2 separate regions of the Sus scrofa genome follow, and region 1 is linked to region 2. Evidence: chromatin contacts called from public HiChIP or PLAC-seq data. All regions are on one chromosome and are shown on one strand. The core of a region is the stretch at or near the end of the contact, and the rest is flanking DNA. Distances in the headings are between cores, read along the strand shown. Region 1 overlaps LRIG1 (leucine-rich repeats and immunoglobulin-like domains protein 1). Region 2 overlaps LRIG1 (leucine-rich repeats and immunoglobulin-like domains protein 1).

Region 1 (7,394 bases), core at 1,447-3,946, 77 kb before region 2:
ATCAGATCTGAGCTGCAGTGGCAACCTATGCCACAGCTGTGGCAACATTGGATTCTTAACCCACTGTGCTGGGCTGGGGCTGTGCTTTATCCCTGCACTCCAGAGATGCCGACCATCCCCTTGGGCCACAGTGGGAGCCTCCCCCTCCCTTTTTTTTTTTTTTTAAATAAATATTCTCCCATTAAGACCTAAAGGTAACCTTTTGCCATGTGCTTTCTGAAATCAAAGTAAGCCACATAGCCCTCCCACCCTTCCATGAAAGAACTTCTTTTGTCAATATTAGACCCTCACTGTTGTTCACATGACCTTGTTACCGTGGATTTATTATTTATATTTTGTCCTCTGCAAAAGCTCTCTGGTTAGGTAAGTTTTCACTCATCCCTGTCTTTTTTTCTTTGCCATTTAGACTTCAAGCAGCAGGGAGTTTTCGATTTCATGTACCTGGGAATTCATTGATAAGTATTTGTTTATTGCCCTAGAACTCTTTTTCTTGGGGCTCGGTGCATTTTTTTTTTTTCCCCTGGGCAAAAAGGATCCCATGTTTTCATTGATTCCCAAAGGAGTTTCTGAAATTTAGTCTCCAAGTGTGATTTCTCCTCACTGACCTGTGTAGAGGGCTTAGCAGAAGTGTTTGAGGTTTGGATATAAGGAGTAAAGGGCTGTTTTCTTTGTGCTGATGATCTGTTTTCTCATAAAGAGCCAGCCGATGGGATCAGTTCAGGAGCTCTCTTTGCTTCTTGCAGTATGGACCTTTGGTGAGAAGTCATAGCTTGCAGTTTGTCTGATTTTGGATAACAAAGAGCACTTTGGGGGAGTTCCCCAGTGGATCCGTGTGTTAAGGATCCGGCGTTTTAACTGTGTGGCTATGGTTCCTGCTATGGTGCAGGTTTGATCACTAGCCCAGGAACTTCCGCATGCCGTCTGCGTGGCCCCCCAAAAAAGCATTTTTTGGAGAGAATGTTTGACCTAAAACAAAAATTGTGGATAGGCGCCCTTCCTTTTCCCTTTATCCTTATTTTCTACTCTCGGCTTGAGAACCACTTCAAAGAATCAGATGTGTTGGTGCCAGACGCCATGCAGTTATTGTTAAAAGAATTTGGAAATATAATTGAAAACAAACTTTGCTGAGCAGAGCTGATCTAGGCAAGTTCTTACTTTGAAGGAGAAGGGAATTCCAAGTTTTTGCTCTATTTGGAGCTGATGTCTCTGAACACTTGTTCTGCGAGATGAATCATCTGTGAATTCTACATCTGGGAGTTATATATTGGGAAATGGCATTCTTTTTAAATGCAGAAGGAACACAAAAGCTTAAAGTTACAGTGGAGCTGGAAAATTCTAGTCAGAGTTTTTAAAAAATGAGCATGGAGGTGAAATTGGCAGACTAATTGGACGTGAGACTATGATCCCTAAAATAGACATGACCATCTATGGAAAGCAACAGGATGGCCACACTTATTTGCTGGGACCCCTCCCTTTGTTTGGAGACAGATGACATTTAAACTTTTTTTTTTTTTTTTAAAGTTAACTAATCAGAATCATTCATTAAGGCAAATGTGACTTTAGCATTTATCTTGAACTTTTCAAGTAAATTCAAGTCATGTTAACCCATGAAGAGGCCAGAACAGTGCAGTGTTTCAGGGTCTGCTGGGGAGGTTGATGCTGTGTCCTTGTCCTCTGCAAAGCCACCTTCCTGTCACATGCGTCATGATGATGGTGGTGGTGAGGAGGCAGCCATGCTTTTGGGGGCACAGTAGTAGCAGTGGTGGCTCTGGAACCTAGCTTCCTGGGTGACCTCAGGCAATTTACTTAGCTTCCCTCTGACTCCATTTCCTCTAATGTTACATAAGATAATCCTAGTGCCCACCTCTTTAAGCTTGTTATGAGGACAAAATGGAAATAATTTGTAATTTTAGAAGGCCCAACCTAACAGTAATAGTTTGCATTTTTGCACCAGGGCATAGGGACATGAGCTCATTTAATTATCTAACTCTATGAAATACTTTACTTCTGTCTTAACGCATGAGACCCAGAGTAGTTGAATAACATGCCCAGAGTCTCATACTTGCCAGTTAGAACCCAGACCTGACTCTCCATGACTGTCTCTAGGAAGAATACAGTCAGACCGGTGTTGCCTTCTTTCTTGTTTGTCTTGCCTCCCTTTCAAGTCGGTGAATTCCTTGAGGCCTGGGATTGGCCCTTCACCTCCTTGGGGGTCTGGAGCACCTCACAAGGTTCTAGGTGCTCCATAAATGGTGTCGAGTGTGATCTGGAAGAGCACGTGTCTTTGTTGGCAGGCTGGTGTGTCAGCATCCGTTTTTGGTGTGTGCTTTTGGTGAAGGGGGTGGCAGCTTGTGCATATGTCCTGCCATCTGTTGTTTATTGTTTCTGTGAGGTTGTGGTTTGTGTTCCTGTTCCATGTTTCTTTGGTTTCTGGAGCAACTGCGAATATTATATGCCTGGGGATCAAAAAAAGTAAACTATTTATAAACAGTAAAGTATCCTTGGGTTTGGAAAGTGTTTTTCTCAAATGCGTGTATATTTGGTGGCTTTATTATAATCCCACTGATGTATCGGCAGACAATTTGCAGATTGAGGCACATTTAAAAGATGGGCGAGCCTTGTGTAACTGGCTTACAAACAGCCTTGGTAATAAGGCCCTGGTGTTAACGCTGACCTGAGTGGTGTATTTTTAACTCAAGAACATATAAACAGTTTAGCCAGCCGGTGGAGTTTATATTCTGCCTGAAATCCCTGGCATGCCTTGGGTTGTGTGGCCCTTTGAGCTCTCTGTGGTCCTGGGAGGCTGCTGTGGCCAGCAGTGACCTCCCCTGGCCACGCCCCCTGCCCCCCCCACCCGCCCATCATTTTAAAAAAGGACGACAGCAGAGAGATGGGAATTCATTAGTGATCTGGCCGATGCATTCTGTGTTCAGCGTTTCTTCTTTACTCTTTCTTTGTGTTAGGCAGACCTTAGGGAAGTAGAGAACTTGTTACTTTTGTCTCTTTTGCTCTCCTCCCAACCGAGGGGGGTCTTGGCAGAGTCCCAAATTGTCATCTGTCTCAAAGGGAGGGGTCCCAATAAATAAGTGTGGCAGTCAAATTGCTTTCCATATATGGACTCCTCCTGCCTAACGCTCTAGCCGTCCACCTGCCTCTCTAGCTTCATTATTCCTTCCTCCCTGGCTCCATGTGCCCTGGTCACCACGTGAGACTTTTTCCAGGCTTTTAGAATACTAGCCCGTGTCACATGTCCCTTCCATCTTGTTCCTTCTGCCTGGAAGGGTTTTCTTCCCTCTCTGTGTTGCAGTTTCCAGCTCCTCTCCCTTAAGTATCTCTTCTGGAGCATGTTGCTGACCCTCTCTCAGGAGTGAGAGTGCTGTCTCTGGAACCCCACAGTGCTTGATACAGAAGTTCCAAGTCCTGATTTGATTACTGTCTCACTCCCCCGGGAGACTGTCAGCTCCCTGGAAGGAGGGACTGGCTTCATTTCTGAGCCACCATGACGGTCCCAAGAGTCTAGCACAGAGCCTGAGATGCAGGAAATGCTCAGGACGGATCATTCTCTGTAGTCCTGTAAGCCCTATAGAAATGCCTTTCCCGGGCAAGCGGGGTGAGTTAGGCATCCCAGGTGCTCATCTGTCTATCATTTCCATACCTTGTGTATTTGATAGTTTCCTCCATCCTCCACCGAATATTAGTGCTGAGGAACTGAGAAAGTTCTTGGGAAAGGAAGAAGAAAGACATGGACCATAGAAAGATGACAGACAGGCAACTTCTGTTCCACACAGAGAATTGACTGTCGTTTTAGTCCCTCTGTTGTGGGAGGGCGGCCGATAAACCCCATATCCAAATACTGTTTGTCACACCCCTTTTTGGTTTCCCCTGCATGGGCCCTGCCTCCCTTCCTGGTCTCTGGTGGCTGCCCTTGGCTGGTAGGCCAGGCCCAGCACCTCTCCTCCGTGTTACGTCCAGTGATGGAGCCCATAGTGCATTACCCCACCGCCTCCATGGCCTCTCAATCGCTCTTTTTCTAGAGTCGACATTTGGAGTCCATTTTTCAGAGTTGACACTGCAGGGGAAGGTTGCTTCTTACAGAGACCGAGGCTGTCTAGACACCCTTCCCCTTGTGGTTATTCTGCTTAGTTTATGCTGAGCCCTGGCCAGGCAGCTGGTTTGGGTTGCCTGGCTCTCCTTTGCTAAGACCTCTGCTTTGACAAAAAGGCTGATCAGGCCGAGGTCACTTATTTTTTTTCTCCCTCTTTGCTGGTGGAGGGAAAGACTGCTCTCCTTCACCAGACGAGTTGTAAGAACAGCAAGGGCAGGTTACTGTGCCCTTAGTGGTTCAGTCCAAAGGAGAAACTTAGGGTGATAAAAACTTCCAGTGGCAGGCGATGCCTTAGGCAGATAGATTTCTAAATCTGACCGCTTTTAACATGGACCTCAGGTGTGGGCAGTCTCCCAGAGATGCTAAGAAGGGGCCGTGGGAAGGCTGTGTGCCGCCTGGTGAGCTCTGCCTCAAGTGTTTACTTATTTATTTTTATTTTATTTTTAAAAATTTTGGCTGCCCCACAGCATATGGATTTCCCAAGTCAGGGATAGATCTGAGTCACAGTTGCAACCTGTGCCACAGTTCGGCAACAGCAGATCCTTAACCCACTGTGCCAGGCTGGGGATGGAACCTGTGTCCCAGTGCTCCAGAGACGCTGCCAGTGCACTTGCGCCCCAGTGGCAACTCCCTCAAGTGTTTATTGTAATGGTGTCAAAGTCTTGGGCTGTGATTCTGTAGGAAGCCCCTTTTGTTCCTGGTAAACTAAAGAAGGTGTCTTGATGTTAAAGGGGTTTTGTGCCATTAACCTCAGCCTAGTTACGTGCATTTATTTTAATTTCTTTTAATTTTTTGGTGACACATGGTAGACATGTATATTGAATAAAAAGGAAACTACACAAGAAAAAAGAGCAATTGACCTAATTATCCATTGATAAGTATTATCACTTTGGTGTAATACATTTCCAGTAGTGTCTGTGGTTGAGTACTATTTCAAGTTATATTTTTAAAAGAATTACTGTTCTTTTGTAATTCTGCTTTTAAAAAACTCTTTAATTGATAAATAATTGACATGTAACATTATATTAGTTTCAGGTGTTTTAGTGTGTGTATGTGTGTTTTTCAGACTCAGTATCATGAATATTTTCTCCAGTTTTAAACATTTAAATAAGTAAAGTTTGTCATAATTGATAACTTCCATTGATTTGGGGTATTTAGATTTTTTTTCTTAAACTGTGGTAAACATCCTTATACCTATATGTTTATATATTTCTTAATTCCTTAGAAGGAGCTAAATCTAAATTACTCTGGAAAGGGAGATACTTAAGACTTGGCACTGCTATTCCTAAGAGGCCACGGATTAACCATTCATATGTGAGATTGTGCCTGTTTTCCCCCAACAAATATGAGATGGCTTTTTTCTTCTAACCAGACACCAGTTTGATACATGAAAATGGCACTGGATTCCTTTAATGTGAATTTCTTCAGATGGTGAGGCTGAAGATTTTTGCCTTTGTTCCTCATGGACACTTTTTAAGTTTCCTTCTTTTTCTCAGGCTCAGTTAGCTAATTACTTTAGTGTCCTCACCTGTGGACTTGAATGAGAATCCATATCCCTAATCCTTAGAGGTGATGTGTTTCTGAGAACATGAAAAGCCCCTTCCTTCCAGGTATAGCTGTCTGTGTGGCCTCTGTCTACTAGGACATGTTGGCATGTTGTTCTTAAACTGAAGTTGATTGTGTGTCCCAGAGGGGCAGGTCGCAGTAGCTTTGTGGGTCCCCAGAAGTCACCTTGCCCGCTGTCCACTGCCCCTGCAGGGCCAGCCTGCCTGTGCCCGGCCTGCCTGGTCTGTGGCAGGCCTCCCTGGTACCTCCAGCTGGTAGGAATCAGAGCAGATTACTGTGGCGGAGAACTCTTCAGGAACAGCTTCCAGCAAATGGAAATTATTTTAAAACAAATTGATGTGGTTTTTCTGTCAAACCTACTTGGAGCATAAACAAGATTGGACTGTAAGCTGCTTCCCTTCCACCAACAGGCCGGTGTTTAGAATGTGGCTTGCAGCAAAGTAAACACGGTCTCGAAAGTGAGTTGTCCTCGTGTGGGTCTGATTTGAAAAGTAAAAGTAGTACCCGCCCCAGCATCCTCAGAGAGAATCCCATCGCCCTTGAGACGTCCCTTCTCACTCTTCTGTCCTCCTGCCATGGATATTACAACTTCCTGGAAAGGTTTTAAAGCTAAGGAGTAACTTGGTGTGTTGAAAGGGAAAGAAATTGCCACGTTCATTTTTGCAGCAAGGTCAACATTTTAATCTTACCCCTTTGCCAGGTAGGAATACCAAAAACCTCTTGTGAAACACATATCTCTGTGTGAGTGTGTGGACACGTGCATCTTTGAATTGACTGTCGGTTACAAGGTAGTTCCTCCAAGGGACAATGTCGGCTTTATTAAATTGGCCCCAGCCTCCCTAGCAGGTCAAACAATGCTTTTCATGTTCTGATCATATATTAATGAACAACCAGGCCAAGGAACACTTGCCAAAAAAGCTACAGAGTGAGAAAGCCACCAATATCAGAGTGAACTTTGCACTCTGAAAGTGTGAATGATGTCGGCCGAAAGAAGTTTATTGCATAAGGGGAGCAACTGGAATCTCTTTGATGTTGGTTAGCATCCTGCCCCATTAGACTTTTGGACTTCCCAGTTAACTGCATGTTTGCTGGCCAGGGCTGTGCTGTGGTGTGGTACCTGCAGTCTAGGGAAGTATGTTCTTGACCAGTAAGGACCAGCATACCTGTGGCTGGGGGGGATGGTGGTGGTAGGCAGAGTGAACTGTCTGGACATTTGTATCTGCTTTCAATCAGTTTCAACAAATTTTAATAAAAAACTGAAACATAGAGACTCAGCTCCCCCCCTACACACCGACTTTTCCAGAAATAGCATGCCCTTTTTCTAAAATCTGCCTGCCCCAACCTCAGAAAGGGGTCAAATCTTAATCAGTTAGATCTTAATCTAACTAATTTATTTTCTTCCCGTTGGGGTGTCATTTCCTCTTGCCTCTGGCTTGTTCTTAATTTTTGAATGGCTGGCCATTGGGAAAACCCTGCTTTCCACAGCCTTATTAAATAATTACTCAAAGAAGAAGAAGAAAAATGCTCTTTCGAAATCCTGAGAAGTTGTTTTCTGCCGGAGGATAAACTCCAACGTAGGTTTTCCACTTCTGATGGATTTGTGGGCAGAACTATGATCATAGTTTAGGGAGCAAGGAATTGATTGAGTGGAAAGGGTTTAGAGGAAATATCATGCCTTTACAATCTGAAATTGTATTTTGCCTGCTCGCCACATTCTTTATCT
Region 2 (6,873 bases), core at 1,430-3,929:
ATTGGGTTTTTTTGGAGGAATAAAAAACGTCCCAAAAAAGATTCACCAACTACCATGAATACTAGAGTGCCAAGCCTTTGTCTCCCTTGTCTGTTTCTTGACCTCACCAGGCAAGTTACGGGAATGTTTAAACTCAGTGTTGAGTCTCACAGCTAGTATTTTTATCTATTCTTCTGTTTTCTCTCCCTTTCCCCTTCCCCCCACTGCCCCAGCTCCCCCACCTCCTTCCCCCTCCAGTCCCCTCTATACCCACCCAACACTGACCTGGAGTTTATGTTTCGGCAAATCCATCACCACCTAATGCAAAAATCAATAGTCTTGCCTCTTTCCCAGAACTGGCTTTCCTTGGAGTCTAAGTGTGCGTGTGTTAGCATTCAACCTTTTGGGTGTAGCTTCCTGACCCTTCCAGGCAGCACAGCTGCACGGGGTTCTCACATGGAATTGGAGGCTCCTGAAAGGCTCTTGGCTCAGGCTGGGACCCTAGGGACCTCCAGGACCTGTGGTTTTCTGTGTCCAGCCCCCCATGCTGGACTCCATGCACTTGCACAGCCTAGGAGGGTGAGTGCACCCCAGTGCTGAGGCAGCAATGGCGGGGGGCACACCCCCTGTGCCCTTCAGAAGGGGCAGGGAAGGTCACAGGAGTCCGCCCTGACCAGCCTATCACTTTTCCGATAGTAGCAAAGTAACCTTGGAGCCAGACTTAGGCTTGCTTCCCTTCGTATGTGCCCTACCCCTCCTTTAAAAGGCTAAATTCTTTAATTGCAGGTGAGGATATAATTTTGATCTCCTGCCAGCTTTTTGCAGCTGACAGACACCATGACTTATTTCTTCAGTAAAGAAAGACTGTCGCTCCCTGCTGGCTTTAAAGACTTACCAGTGTTCTCTGAATTTATTTTCCTTCCTCCTGCCCCAGGCCAGAGTTCCCATCTTTTCTTGATAGATGACCAATATCTAACTAGCCCACCGAGGGCTTTGTCAGGGATGCAGGGGATGTGCTGGGAGGAAGGAACGTTTCATTCTGATACTTGGGGAAGGTTTGCAATTGCGTGGGGGATGGGGGTCCCTGTCCTGTTTACAGTAAGGGGTTCATGCTAAGAGGCTGGCTTGGGTGAGCACAAGGAAGTCAGGATGGGAGACTCTAGGCCTGTGTTGCTGCCCAGGTAAGGTTCACACATCAGGGAGGAAGGCTTGTTCCAGGCAGTAGCTAGTGGTGCCCTCTGCTGGCCAATGTTGGGTGGCTGACAGCTCCCTTGTTCACTGTGAGAAACCACTGGGATCCCATTCACAGAGTCTCAGGCCACAGATGTGAGCGGTCTTGCCTGGCATAAACCAGGACCAGCCATGGACACTAGGTGCATGAAGGGGTTGGAGCCTTGTGGGTCATTGTTGTATGACCTTAATAGTCCTTACAACTTAAAGATCTCTTTCTAGGAGTCAGATTGTAGGAGTATCGGGCCTCAGTGGTTTTCTAGCAATGAGACCATTCTGTCCTCAGGATTCCTGTGGGTGTCCCTTCCCACTGGGACCCAGATGACTGGCCAACTGTGGCTCCATGTTTGGAAGAGGAGAGGGAGGGCCATCCCCTGCCATCTCATGGTGATGTTTGCTTTCCCCTCCCCTTCCTCAGGATTCTGTCCTTCAATAATCTGACCCGGCTGGATGAGGAGAGCCTGGCCGACCTGAGTAGCTTGAGCATTCTGCGCCTCAGCCATAATTCCATCAGTCACATCGCAGAAGGCGCCTTCAGGGGACTCAAAAGCCTCCGTGTCTTGTACGTCTTCATTGTTGGGTTGATGGGAGAATAGAGCAGACCAGCTGCTTCACTAAATTCCTTTCTCGCTGGTATCGAGTCAGAATTGGATCCAGAGCTCACATGTGATGTGTGCAGGGTGTCAAACTTTCATGTAATAGGAACAAGAACTGGTTGAGGAGGAAAAGGTCCCTCATTCCCATCCAGGGTGGTGCCTAAGGTGACGATGACAAAGAGCTCTGGTTACCACGCGCTGGTTCTCGCAGTGCCTTGGCAGTCAATCCTGCTTCCCCTGGCCTCCCACTGCAGACTCCAGGACAGCGGCCGTAGGGCCGTCTTTCCCATTTTGAGCCTTCCTGATGCAACTTCCAACTTTAAGTCCTGAATATGTTTTTACCTGAGCCATGGCAAACACCGAGGCTCCTGTCTAGGGCTGGCATCAGCATTCCTGTAGTGCACCTGAGTCCAGGACACCTGCTTCCAGGAGAGGTGACTGGGGAGTACTGGGTCTCGCCCTAAGCCTTCTCTGGGTCGTTTAACAAAACAGAGGTGGCCGTGTCATTTCCTTCTAAGTTCTCAACGAGGTGGGGAAAGTTGCCAGAAGTTGCTGTGGGGTGCTTTTCTAGGACTTAGAATTTTTTAGTTGTGGGTTTCTGAGAACTTCCAGCCAATAGAGAAAAACCAGCTATTTTAGGGGCGGGGGGGGGGGGCATTTGGATTTGAGCAGACAGTGGCTGCCATGGGTTCTGAGGCCTCCTTCCCAGAAAGAGCGGCCTGTTCGGGAGTGACAGGGCGGAAGGCCTTTGCACTTGCACCTGGCAGAGCGAACGGAGATTGTTAACGCCAGGCCGTCGTTGGGGAGCGTGAAAGAGCCCAGATGCCAGGCTATTCAAGCCGAGGTCAGCCTCCAAGCCCTTGCAGGGCTGCATAACAAGGCTGGAACGTTTAGACTGAGCGGGCCAGAGAAAAGAGAAAATCCTTGGCAGCCACGGTGAGGAGCAAGGGGACAGGCACACAAAGCCGGGTCCGGGCTTTTCAGTATTAAGATGAGAGGGAGGAACCCGCGGCAGGAGGAGTCCCTTCAGAAGCCTTGGAGTCACAGCACTCTGAGATTCCTGCTGTAAAGTGAAGGTCACAGCGAGCAGCATTTCACTCTGCAGGCCATGCTCCCCTCCCTGCTGGAGCTCACAGGAGCCAAGAGCACCATCCCTTTCTGTTCCTGGCCTGCCTCTGCTGCAGGGGCTCAGGAGAGGAGGGCGGAGGAAACCTTGTGGAAAGTTGGAGGGGGCCAACCCAGGGGCCTGGTCACCAGGTGGGGCGTCTCGCCTGGCTCGGTGACCTGCCCTTGGAAGCTGGGGGAGGAAGCTGAGTCATTGGCCTTGTGATTTGTGCTGCTGGAGAAGACTCGGCTCAGAAGTTGGCCCCATGCTCCAGTCCTGGCAAGTGGGTCACAAGGCTGACTCAGCACCCAGATGTCGTCCCTGGCGGGGAGTCAGCACCTGTGCAGGCCCCAGGCAGGGGGAGACGGGGGCTCCAGGCTCCAGACCCACCTGCCAGCCTAGATGTGGCCCAGGGAGGGCCCTAGGCAGGGGCCTCTTTTTTCCTTGTCCCTTTTCTCCGGTGCCTTCTGCATTTTCCTGGTCAAGTTCAGAAAAGGGCCCCTGGGTGGTGTGAAAGCAGGCAGGAACCTTAGGGAACTTTTCGGGTTCCTTCTCAGAGCAGAGGCCAGAAGTCTGCTCTTGGGGCAGAATCAAAAGCATGCTTTCCCATGGGCCATCTGCAGCCCTTCCCTGGGTCTGGCTGAGCCTACTGGGGAGCGGCAGATGCAGCCAGGAAGCTGCTGGTCTGAGACACATGTCAGCTTTGTTGAGTGCCTGAGAAAGCCAGGCTACAGGGCAGGGGGTGCCTGCTGGTCACGCCTCTCAGCACAACTTGACATTATGTCTGGACATCTAGAACGTGTCAAGATGTTTTGAGCTTGCAAGTGACAGACTGGGCAGTGAGCCTTCTGTCCATCTCCTTCCTAGGGAGCTGGACCACAACGAGATTTCGGGCACCATCGAAGACACCAGTGGCGCCTTCACAGGACTGGACAGCCTCAGCAAGCTGTGAGTATCTGGACCCTGGGAGGTCCCTTACAGCCCTGCCGCCACCACCCCCATTCTGGGCTCTCCCACGGCACCACTGGCTCCTTTATCTTCTCTTGTTGTGGAAGAGGCATCCGCACAGGAGAGCAGCCCCCAGGTTCTCTAATGCCTGCGCCTGGACTGCCTACCCATGAGGCGGGGGCCCTGCTTCCAGGAAATGTCAGTCACAGCAGCGACTATCAAGAGTTTTTGCAGAAACCAAAGTCTGGACCCCACAATCCACATGGGAGAAACGAAGGCCTCTTCTTGGCTGTGTCATCCAAAGAACTGGACATGGGGAAGGGGTGAGGGTGACCCCTGCAGCGGCTGGACCTTGCTAATGAAAAGTATCAAGGTTCTAGCTTTCCCTTCTTGTTATCGGAGGTGCTCAGGCCTGCAGGCTCCTTGTAACCCTGGGCGTTGGTTTTTCCGGGGCTGGAGAGCTGGTGTTAGACCTGTTGGATCTTCTCTACTGTTCAGTTCTTAAGTGATGTGAAAAGAGCCCAGTTTGTTCTTTGATCAAAGGAGCCTTGCCCTCTTACCCAATCTCTAGAAGTTTTAAACATCTGAAGCCAAGTAACTCTTGATGGTTTTGAGTCTCAGGTAGTGTTTTTGTTGTCAATTCTGATCTTCAACAGAAACAATCATTACCAAGGGTAATATAGTAGCTGTTTTTTATTCACAGTTTCCGGTGTTTGAGGTTTGTTTTTTTAAGCTCCTGTACTTTGCTAGTTATTCTCTGAGGCATGTGTGTCATATCTAACTGTCTCAGGAGGGCAGGCTGTGTTATGCAATTCTTCTGTAGTTGGGGGCACCAAGGTGAAGGGATTGTGCCCAAGACCACACAGCTGGCCGGTGGCAGGGCCAGGAGTCACCTGTCTGCCTTGAAGCCCATGTTGTAGCTCCCCTGTCCTACCCTTTTCTTTGTCTTACCAGCGCTTTGTGCAGATGCTGCCCAGGAGCATGCAGGAGTTGGGGTGGGAGGTGTTGTTAGTGTTTACTAGCCACTCGAGGGAGGGTTTGTATGAGGACAAGACACAAAATGGTCACTGCTCCGTGTTCCCCAGCCTGTCTTAGTGATGGCAAGCCAGGGAGAGCACGCGTATAAAGTAAATATTTTGAAAGCAGCAGCGGAGGGCGAAGCTCCAGAAAAGCCTCTGATGGGAGGGTCTTGCCATACTATAAAGGTTTCCAATTTGTTTTGAAAAGTGGGGTTTTTCACACCTTTGATGCTCTGGGGCTTCTGAGTGAGCGTAAGCGATTTTGGATCCCTGAGCCTCCTGTCTCTTCTGGAGCATCCTGTGTTCTGATAGTGGGTCACACATACCTGTCAGCCTTCTTTTTCTCCCCTGAGAAAATGCTTCTTTCTCCACCTCCTGAGCCCTTTACCCAGCAAGCTTGGGAAGAGGCAGGACAGCACAGCGAGGTGGGACAGAGGACTGTCATTGACCACAGGAGCTCCACGATCTGATGTGGCGGCTGGGGGCACAGACAGTGGGCACCTGAGCAGCTGTTGAGCACAAGCCTCACTCTTCAGCACCTTGCCTGGCTTCAGTGTAACTGAGGGGGGTCAGGGTGGGGTCCTGTGTGGGGCGTGTCCCTGCTGTGGAATCCGGAGCCGTTTCTTGGGCGTCTTAGCTTCCAGGAGGCTCTTTATTGCCAGGTAAGGGGCAGCAACTCTTGAGGGCAATGGGGCTTCTGGTTTTGCATAAACCAGATCCTACAGTCTATAGCCTGGAGCCTCCTTCCCGGTTGCTTGCTGTCTGTCCCCATCATTTTCTCCTGTGTAAAATCCCAGAAGTCAGCATGGGCGTCTGTGTCCCTCACTTGTGCTGAGCTGCTTGATACGGGCTCTGTGGAAGCATGGGGTGACCCTGACCTCTAAGTGTCCAGTGTCCTTCTGCCGAGCCCCACTTGTCAGGATCTGGGGTCTGGGGGCTCTTGTATGTGTTTCCAAAAAACAGAGAGATACACACAGTTGTGAAATTGGGACAGTAACAACACTTAACATGATTAAATATATGCAGTCACTTAGGTGAAATGGCATTATGATTATTTTGCAAAAGAAACAACCCTTTTTTGGATAAAAAGAACATGATAGGTTGCACATTCCCAGTGGTCCAGCTGGGGTGGGAATGAGAAGTGGGCAGAAATGAAACAGGATTGGCACAAGGATGATGACTAGCTGTGTGACGGGCATGTGGGGCTAATGACACTCTTCTGTGTCTATGATGGTGTATGAAGTTGCCACATTAAAAGCAATAAAGGAAGGCAGATGCTTTCCCTCAAAGCTAGTGAATATCTCCAGTTAAAACCACCGTGTGCTGGGAGTTCCCTGGTGGTCTAGGGGTTAGGACTCAGCACTTTCACCACTGTAGCCCAAGCTCAGTCCCTGGTCTGGAACTGATCCCATATCAAGTTGCTGCATGTGACCAAAACCACTGTGAGCAGCATCTGGAGGCTCTTCGCACCTGTGAAGTGGCTGGCCCTGCAAGGCACTGGGCTTCTGGTTTTGCATGAACCGGCCCATGTCGTACATAGCCCAGAGTAAAGGGAAGAGGTGCCGCTCATGCTCTAGTCTCTGCAGGGCACTGCCTGGACGCCCTGCAGCATGACTGTCAAACTGCGTTGCCCCGTTTGAGTGGCCCGCTGGCAAGTCTCTTGGCCCCTCTAGATGTGGGGGTCTGTTCCCCCTCTTCAGAAGCTGCCAGGCCATGCCGTGGGCTGCTGCAGCTTGGAGTCCCCTGGACCTGGGTGGCACGGCCATGGAAGCACCTGCGGGCTAGAGGCCAGGGGTCTCCCTCCGACGAGAAAGTGGGCTGGCTCCCTGGCCTGTGTTCACTTGGTTGAGGACCTAGGGTCCTCCCTGCCCTGCTCGAGGCCAGACCAGAAGTAAAACGTTTTCCAGGAAAGGAACACCTGAGCCAAGCAGCCTGTTCTGCCCTCACCCTTCCACCCAATGTATATGGTTCTTCATCCTGGGGCTTCCTGGCGAGG

Evidence for each region. HiChIP or PLAC-seq counts read pairs in DNA pulled down with a chosen protein or histone mark.
Region 1: a contact with region 2 is called in an H3K27ac HiChIP or PLAC-seq map of skeletal muscle. The contact joins two enhancer-like sites. A contact is called at or near these places in 1 of 5 promoter capture datasets (skeletal muscle), 12 of 47 Hi-C or Micro-C datasets (brain, embryonic fibroblasts, fetal skeletal muscle and 7 more) and 1 of 2 datasets of contacts at active chromatin or transcription factors (skeletal muscle).

Annotation. Positions count from the first base shown.
Region 1 is chr13:48,006,438-48,013,831 of Sscrofa11.1, reverse strand. The region is part of intron 1 of LRIG1 (leucine-rich repeats and immunoglobulin-like domains protein 1); the gene reads left to right. Among named protein-coding and RNA genes, the nearest start is that of LRIG1, 17 kb to the left of the region's middle. Within about 2 kb of position 2,696, at least 21 of the 83 cell types and tissues checked have an H3K27ac peak or open chromatin away from gene starts, as enhancers often do. A contact at or near this core is called in omental adipose tissue and skeletal muscle, where this site is marked.
Region 2 is chr13:47,930,272-47,937,144 of Sscrofa11.1, reverse strand. LRIG1 (leucine-rich repeats and immunoglobulin-like domains protein 1) reads left to right here. Exons shown (of 20, transcript XM_005669717.3): 9 at 1,628-1,771; 10 at 3,778-3,858. Among named protein-coding and RNA genes, the nearest start is that of LRIG1, 94 kb to the left of the region's middle. Within about 2 kb of position 2,679, at least 21 of the 83 cell types and tissues checked have an H3K27ac peak or open chromatin away from gene starts, as enhancers often do. A contact at or near this core is called in omental adipose tissue and skeletal muscle, where this site is marked.